3 separate regions of the Mus musculus genome follow, and all the other regions are linked to region 1. A link is a contact called in public Hi-C data. All regions are on one chromosome and are shown on one strand. Each heading gives the region's core, a stretch centred on a gene start, on an enhancer-like site or on the middle of the called end of the contact. The rest is flanking DNA. Distances are from core to core; before and after follow the strand shown. Region 1 holds the start of Cdh8 (cadherin 8). Region 2 has its middle 150 kb from the start of Gm15679. Region 3 has its middle 61 kb from the start of Gm23494.

Region 1 (2,769 bases), core at 188-2,687:
ATAATTTACCAAGTTTCTTTCTTTAGTGTCCCCCACCCAAATAATTTACCAAGTTTCTTTCTTTAGGGTAACGAGAATGTGAATCAAACAGATAATAACCTGATAGCCAATGTCTTCAACTTTTTACCGTGAGAGGTTAGGTACAGCATCAAAAAGCCAAATTTGCATAAGTATTATAAGCATATTGTGCCTATTTTTCCATTCTGCTCACTGCGTCTCATTAATTCGAGTCAGACAGTACAGGCTCCACAGCCCGTGCGTCTGCTCCTCTGCACCCCTTCTGCTGCAGCTCTGTCCCCAGATGGTCAAAAACCCATCTTCAGAGCTCACGTCTAGTCTAGTGAGTCAGAAAACAGATAAACCCCTGTCTTCCATGGAAGAGAGTTTTGAAGAAAGGTAAGGGATGTTTAATTTGTCATGTATTTCACAGTGTTTAAATGACAAACAGAGATCGATGCCGCTGAATATTTCCACGTGTTAGTCTTGATGGCCACAAGAAAAGAGACCTGGGTCTATGGGTCTGTGGCCCCTATATGCATTGGCTTATACTTGGGTGCGGATTTTGATTTGTTTTGTTTAAAAAAAAAACAAAACAACTGAGTGCTTACGAAATTCTATCATTAGACTGGGCAATCCAAGGGTAGGGCATCACTTGGTAGAAAAAGGGGAGATGCAAGGACAGTACTCTCCCCCTGAGGGGGGAGGGAGGGCAGCATGTCAGAGCCACTCTGACACAGCTTTCCAGACCCTCTCTTTATGGCCACAGCAAGTTCTACCCTTTTCCTGCCCATTCACTTCTCTGCAAATCTCTCTTGACTGCCTCTACTGTCCCTTATCTCCCCCCTCCGTCCCTTCCCCCCCCCCCCCGCCTCCCAAAGGAGTAGCAACCCTAGGGCATTAGGACTGATCGACCCACCCCCATGAAACCAGTAGTTTTATCAGGCAGTGGTCTTGCAAACATGCAATTCCTTATGCAAGACGTCTTCAGAATGAGGGAAAAGGTGAATGGTCCACGCGCTGCCGCATCCTCGCCCTCCACAGAAACCAGCTTTGGGCGTCTGAGATGCTTTTCAAGATAATGTTAGCCTTGGGGCTCAGGTGAGACCTAGAGAGAGAAAGCTGGAGGGTACCTCCTGCGCATCCTTTTCTGATCTGCCAGCAGTCTTTATCCAAGAGCTTGGCGGCGCGGCGGGCTGCGCGCAAAGCTTGGAAGGGCTCATCTTCACCCGGTGACTCCGGCGGCGGAGGCGCGCTGGGCGTGCTCGTGAGCGACCAGCGAAAAGTTGTGCGCACTCTTGGTAGGAGGAAAGGGAGTGGAAACCAAGCGCGGGAGAGCGCAGGGGCAAGGCAGGGAGGGGGCGGGGTGGGGGACTGCTTACATGAATTTCCAAGTGGTAGACCTGCCTCTGAGCTCTGCCCAATGAGATCCGTCAGGGGAGGCACCCGGCTCACTTTTCCACATCACTTCACAGTTACATTTGGCAGGCAGGCGGGCTCGCAAGCCGGAGCGCTCGGCCCAGAATTAGTGGATGGATTTGGAATCTCCCTACCTCCTCCAAGCTCCGCCACTGTCACTTTGGGCATAGACCTGAGCGTCAACACCGGAGCTGTACTTTTAGGCTGTGGACGCAGAGCCCAGCGCGCCGGCTTCGCATCCCCGCACCAGGCTCCACAGCTCTGAGAGGCATGAACGCGACCCGGAGGAGATTACCCTGCGCGCGGGGATTCGTGGACATTAGCTGTTCTCGGGAACTGACCCTCAGCTCCTCCAGCCATTTATGAACCCAGAGTCTTGAGGCTTTTCCGCATCCCGGAGCCCGACCTGAGTAAGTACTATCCCCTATCCGCGTACGCCTCCGGGCGGGGAAGAGCCGAGGGGATTGCTTCCTTTAGGAATTCCCACGCGCCCTCACTCACCATACGCACCTGGGGGATGGAGGAACGCTAGCACTGATAACCCTCCGAGCCGCATCTCCTTTCGTTGCTTCTGTAGCTGATGGGGTTGCCTTCTACCTAACCTGTTTTGCAAACTGCTCTCGGAGCCCCATTTTGCCCACCTCCAGTTCCCGCGCCACCCGTTCCTTCTTTGCAGTCGCTTGTCGGTTTCACCCTGGAGACGCAGGCAGGCGCTGCTGCAGCGGTGCGCCTTCACTGCGGGGTCGGTGCGGTGAAAGGGAAATACTCGCCTCCTGCCCAGAGGAGGCAGCGAGCTCGAGAGGAAAGCGCGTTGAGAGGCTAGAGGAGCAGGTTCCTTGTTTTCCGCATGTCCCCACCTCTTAGTCGTGGGAGGGCGACCTCCTCGGTTGGGCCGAGGGCTACCGCTCTGCTGCGAAAGCCCCAGCGCCAGGATTTTCCACAAGTGTCTGTTCCAGCCCGGGGGCGCGGTGCCAGCTGCAAACTTGCGGAGCTCCGGGGCCACCTAGCCACTCTGTAGTCATCAAGATGCTGCTCTGCACTGGCTTAGGACCCACAGACAGACCAGTCAGTAGCAGCGAGCCCGCATCCACAGCCCTCCCAAGCACCCAATGACTTCTCCCTATCCCAGAGCCCACAGTGCATAAAGATTCGCAGTGATCTCCGTGCTTAGCTTTAGCCAACCCTGGGGGTCCAGCCGCGCCCCTGCCAGACAGCAGGCGAAAGGGACTCCTGGCTATGTTCCGCCAGCGTGGTAACAGGTTCATAAGAGACCTACCCTGGTTTCCTAAGGCTCTAGCCAAGCCTGGTAAACCGGGTAAACGTGATGCCTCCGATGCTGATACCAACAGGTAT
Region 2 (2,773 bases), core at 27-2,526, 550 kb after region 1:
AAAATTGAAAGGGTTAAAACAGAATATGAAGAAATTCCATCAAAGATTTGACAGCTGTATAATTATCTTCTCTAGAAACATAACTAAAAACTGTCAGAAAATATGCAATCACATGATTCCAAATTTGTTTAAAATGTGCTTTGTATCAAATGTAGGTACCCATTCTCTTTTATTTTATGTTTCTAAAGCTAAGATATTCCAACATGAAGCATGATATTAGTCATCCTTGTATTACAGGTTAGAAATGTAAGCATCAAAAAGTTATGTATTTAACTCATAATCACTTGTAAGTGATGTTCAAGTATAAGGAGAGCTGCATATAGATTTCTTAACAGTTAAAAATTTAAAACTGTATATTAGAACTCTGATTGCCAGAAAGCTTTTTCCATGGAGGATGGTCATGCTGTGTCAGCATTATTAAGGACATGTAGTGAGTCCTCAATATCCAACCAGCCATATGAGCTTCTCATCTATAAGCATATTACACACTTTCTTAGTCCCACAAAAGTAGTCAGCAGAGAATATTCTTGGAATTGTAATTTAGATTTGAGGACAAATATGAATGGTTGTATTATTTTAGTCCAAGACAGTGGACATAACTTCATTATGAGGTTTTCTTAATTTTCCCAGAAGAAGCAAGGAGAGCTGGTCTTTTCCATTTTTGTCACACATTTCCACACTTTTCTCTATACACAGAGAAAGCAATCAAGGAGAAGGCATTGCCTCTTAGGAGAACCTAAGCCAATGTTTCACATTCTCAAGGATTTAAAATTTCCACTCCTTTCTTCTATTGGACTTTAAGAATAAAGTTGACTACATCAAAGGCAGTAAAATGCAGAGGCTAGGAAAGACTCCCATAAAGACACACACTTACATATATACACTATCCACACTCTTATACACACACCATACACCCACATACCATATTCACTCACACACATACTTATACACTACACATATATAACACACACACACATACACACTCTCATGCACACACACCATACATATACACTCACATACATCATACACATACACTCACACCCACCATACACACACACACACACACACACACACACACACACACACACCACAAAACCAGAGAGTACCACAGAGACAGAAACAGAGGCAGAAACAGACAGAGACACACATAAAGAAAACATAAATATGACTGAATAATTTAACTCATGAAAAGAAGTTTGACTGCTAAAAGCAGTGAGAATTCAGGGAGTGAGCTGGCAGCAGTCGCTGTCAAAGGATTAATAAAGGAAGCATCTGCTAGGGACAGGTGGCAGCCCAGCAGAAAAGGAAATAAAGGCTTCTGGTGTAAAATAGAAAATGTAAGGAAAAACACTCTTTCGTTTTTTTTCCATTAAAAAAACCAACCTACTTGTGTTCATTAATGACATTACTCCCATTTCCAGTGAGACCTAGGACTGTGAAAGACACCAGCCCCTATTGCCTTTATAAAAATTTTGTTACAGAAAGACATAAAATCAAAATGTAGATGCATACTCTTTGTTAGTTACATAATCTTTGTTAGTTAGAATCTGGAGATTCTAAAAGAAACACCATATTAAATAGAGATTATTGGAAATTATGACAAAAACAACCATCAGAAAAGTATGCTGAAGGAGGTTTCACTTCATCGGTGAGGAATGAGAGGGAAAAACACTCTCACTAAAAAAAAAAACACGGTGTCCATTGAAGGCTCAATGCCAAGGCCATCCCTGCTCCTTGGCAGTATACAGGGATGCTCTCTGTGTCTGTCTCCTGGCTCCTCGGGTTTCACAGTCACAGAACGGAAAAGCTCATAGGAGCTGCAAGTGAATTGCTGATGAACAATTGGACCATTCTGTGACTTTGTAGCCTAAAGTGTAAAAGATAAGTTGAAAGTTAGATTGTAAAGATGGGAGGTCTTTTTACAGAACTGGTTGGTAACATCTGCATGTAGTCTATCACAGCAGTTTGAAAGACAACCAGGGATATTCCCCATTAGATGTGCACCGTTTAGACAGCACTTCTTAATACTCATCCCTACCTTCTAATGCTGGTTCAGAATTATCTTGCCCAAACATTTATAAATTTCAGAAAGAGTACTGAGACTTTTTCAAATGTGCTTGCTTTCTTTCTTCTCACTTGTATGAGCCACGTATACCTGATTATAGAAGACTCTAAGTAATTACAAAACAGACACACTTATTCTGAATATCTATTAAAATGCTTGCACTTGCGGAATTATTGCTGCCAACACAAAGAGTTCTCTCACACACATTTGGGTTAACAACTTCCTCACATATTGGTCCTGAAGGTGACAATTGAGAAGGAAGACACTAGAGCTTAAACTAATGAGTTAGAAAATATTGTTGTTTGAAAATTATTCATTGTTATTGTGTATATATGATGTACTGTGTACATGAGCAAGTGCATCCATGCTTGTGTGTGTGTGTGTGTGTGTGTGTGTGTGTGTGTACGTGCATGTGCGCGCGCATGAGTGTGGGGGTTGGGCACTAAAGGAATAATTTGTCTCATTATGTGATAGGTTCCAGATGTGGCACTCAAGTCCTCGGGCATATGTGGCAAGCCCTTTACTCACTGGGCCATCTCATTCATCTTTAGTATTATAGTTTCACAGGCCACTGACAAATTGAAATATGAAAAAAGACCCAGTTCTGCCAACTTGTCACAGAGCACCCATCCTAAAGCAGGATATTCACAAAAACAGGCTCCCTTTTCCTCTAGTAAAACACTGGGTTGTATAAAAATGAAATCACTT
Region 3 (2,858 bases), core at 261-2,760, 800 kb after region 1:
GCCATGTTTTCTAATTGGTTCGTAGACATCAGTAACGGGCAATCGAATGAACATTAAGGACCATAAAGCACTCTACTAAGCTCTCCTCACACATTATCTCAAACAACTTTATGAGTTTAAGATACTACTTATTTCAAATTTTCAAATGAAAAGTCAAAGCAATTGGAAATATTGAGCCGATTGTTAATATGGCACAGCTAGTGCATATAAATGTATATTGGATTTCAGCTTATTCTAGTGTTTATGTCTTTATTCTTATGTGTATACTCTCCTTTAGGAGTTGAATCTGATATTCTACACAGTTCATATCTGTATATATTACTCAACATGTCAGCCATATACTTGATCACAGTAGGAAACAGAATAAAGTCCATTTTCATTCTTATCTCTCTTTTTTGTTCTGTTAGTCACTCAACATATGCCTCAGTATAACGATGCCAGAGAGACTTCTGAACTGAGCTACATTTTTCAAATCTTAGATAAGTCAAGATCATATTTCATAGGCCCTGCTCTCCCTTTAAATCTTTTAACCTGGCTAACACACTAACAAGCCAGCTGGCATTTCATGTAAAAAAAAAAAAAAAAAAAAGTCCAGATTATTTTGTCATAGGATTTAAATATAACTGGTGAAAATTTTCAACTGTATCATTCAATTTCTCTGTATTTTACTTAATTGTAGACAACATGAACTAAGAAATGTAAATAATGTTTACAACCTGTTCATAATGAAAATACAAGTACATGGTCGTAGAAATTTTACTACAGCTAACTTTATATTTTAGGACACAAAGGTGTCTGGTATTCAAAAATGATTGTGATGTGACTTTTGAAACATGATTCTGAACAGAAGTTACATTGTTAAAAGTAGTTTTAATGCAATTGTTAACCTTGGGATGTCAATATTTTTCTAAAGATGGTACATGGAACTTATCAGACTCCCTACCAGAATCTGGAATAGTTGAAACATCAGATAGTCAAATGCATGCATCAAAGAAATCTTTCTGGAAACACAGAGAAGTAAGAAATCCATGATTTTTGTTGTTTCTGTTTTCCTTTCTTCTTTTTTCCTCCCCTCCCTCCCTTCCTCCCTCCCTCCCTCCCTCCCTCCTTTCCATCCTTTCTTTCTTTCTTTCTTTGTTGAAAGAAAAATCTGAAGGCAGAAAAATGTTGCATAAACTCCACAAGGTCACCAAGAGGGTGTGTGATGACTCCAGGAACAGTGGCCAAATCATTTGGGCTCATTGTCCAATGTTCAATCCACCATACCTTACTCTCTCCATGGTGTACAGTTTGTGCCTGTGCTGAAGTCATTCAAATGTGCACTTTGGCAAAGCGAGCTATTGAAGATAGCAGGAGACTCCTCCACTTTGAAAGTCTTTCCTGCATCAAGTCCAGCAGGAATGCTGGCATCCTTGTCATACTTCCACAGCACCCCACAGAGATGCTCCAGCAGGTGGGGCTCTGAGTGCCCACTGAGCATGTTAAGCCTTAACTTACACAGTTTTTTGGTATGGAACATCTGTGGGTTCGGAGAGTGAACAGATGGCGCTGAAGCATGCCAGATTCAACCCTTCTCTCCTAACTACATTCCTCCTTTAGTATCCAGAAGCCATGGGTCCTGGATGTCTATAAAGCAAGTGGGAAGAACTAAGAAAATGTCATTGTGGAAAACGAAAGCATCCTAGCTAACACATCTCATCCCTCCTGTTAACTAACATTAAGAGTATGCCATTTCACTTGACTGTTGTCAACTAGCTGTGGGCACATATGGCCAACCAAAGAAAGACTCATTTGCTTGGAGAAGTCACTTTTACCACAGATATATATTTTAATTGTATTTGAAAGTGCAAAAGTTGGAAACTTATAGGTCTATGTAATAAATATCAATGCAAGCAGGGTTCTTTCATAATATATTTGAGCTTATTTCCTTCTCCAGTATCTCAATAAAGTCAGAATCAGCAATAAATCCAGAATTTGTTAATAAAATCTGAACTTTGTCTTAGTCAGTTCTTACAGAAATACTATGAGCAGTTACCAATATGTTCATGTGTAGAGCAAAAGGTCCTTTAAGTAAATCCCATTTATTGTTGCCTTACAGGGGACATTATACTCTTTCCACCTGAAATAAAGGCAAAGATGCTTTAATTTAAAACAATCAAATGTTGGCATTTGGTATTAGGGGAAAAAAAATCATGCCAGAGTTTTAGGAACTTTGATTGGTGAAGGAAAATTCTAAGTGTAGTAGTTTCAATCATGCTTAACATCACAGACTCCAATCTTTCTTGTATTCCACCAGTCTACATGTTATTCATTATCCATTAAGATAATATAAGTTTTTAGGTAATAAGACAATAGCCAGAAAATGCAGAGCTGTACTGTGAAATGCTTTAAAAAAAATGGCATGGCTAATGTGTACATTGACTCACAGCAAATGTGTTTATCTATATGAGATCTGTACAAGGTCAAGCCAGGTCAAACACCCAGGATGTATGGAGAGAAACTTCTGAGCAGCTATTGACGATTACTGGCTTATGATAAATATAGAGGTGCTTTTCTTTTGAGAACAAACACTGAAAACCTGCCCCTGACCTGCTGGATGAGCTCCCTAGATTTGTACTAATTGGATTCAATAGATTTTGATACAATGCTTACTAAAAAAGTTCAAGATTACATAAACTTCAAACCAGGAATGAGAAGCCTTCCTTTGAGTAATTGATCAAGTTTGTTCAAGATTCCTAGAATACACAAGCTGTTGTTATTGTCTCTGGCTGCCTTCTCCCTCCAGAAGTGAATAATTAGTCACTATTAGTGAAGACACTATGAACATCAAACACAAGAGTCTAGAAGCCCCTTATCTG

Evidence for each region. Hi-C and Micro-C count contacts between places; a contact is called where the count stands out from the background.
Region 2: a contact with region 1 is called in a Hi-C map of cerebellum, with 3 times the contacts expected there. The contact joins the enhancer-like site here to the promoter of Cdh8 in region 1. A contact is called at or near these places in 1 of 39 promoter capture datasets (hippocampal neurons) and 3 of 484 Hi-C or Micro-C datasets (brain, cerebellar granule neurons and cerebellum).
Region 3: a contact with region 1 is called in a Hi-C map of cerebellum, with 4 times the contacts expected there. The contact joins the enhancer-like site here to the promoter of Cdh8 in region 1. A contact is called at or near these places in 2 of 39 promoter capture datasets (hippocampal neurons and liver), 3 of 484 Hi-C or Micro-C datasets (cerebellar granule neurons, cerebellum and cerebral cortex) and 1 of 115 datasets of contacts at active chromatin or transcription factors (embryonic forebrain).

What each region holds. Positions count from the first base shown.
Region 1 is chr8:99,415,139-99,417,907 of GRCm38.p6, reverse strand. Cdh8 (cadherin 8) reads left to right here and starts at 1,437. Exons shown (of 12, transcript NM_007667.3): 1 at 1,437-1,826. A330008L17Rik (RIKEN cDNA A330008L17 gene) reads right to left here and starts at 1,234. Exons shown (of 5, transcript NR_132435.1): 1 at 1,131-1,234.
Region 2 is chr8:98,860,349-98,863,121 of GRCm38.p6, reverse strand. No RefSeq gene overlaps it. Among named protein-coding and RNA genes, the nearest start is that of Gm15679, 150 kb to the left of the region's middle. Within about 2 kb of position 1,276, at least 7 of the 459 cell types and tissues checked have an H3K27ac peak or open chromatin away from gene starts, as enhancers often do. A contact at or near this core is called in cerebellar granule neurons and cerebellum, where this site is marked.
Region 3 is chr8:98,612,668-98,615,525 of GRCm38.p6, reverse strand. No RefSeq gene overlaps it. Among named protein-coding and RNA genes, the nearest start is that of Gm23494, 61 kb to the left of the region's middle. Within about 2 kb of position 1,510, at least 4 of the 459 cell types and tissues checked have an H3K27ac peak or open chromatin away from gene starts, as enhancers often do. A contact at or near this core is called in cerebellar granule neurons and cerebellum, where this site is marked.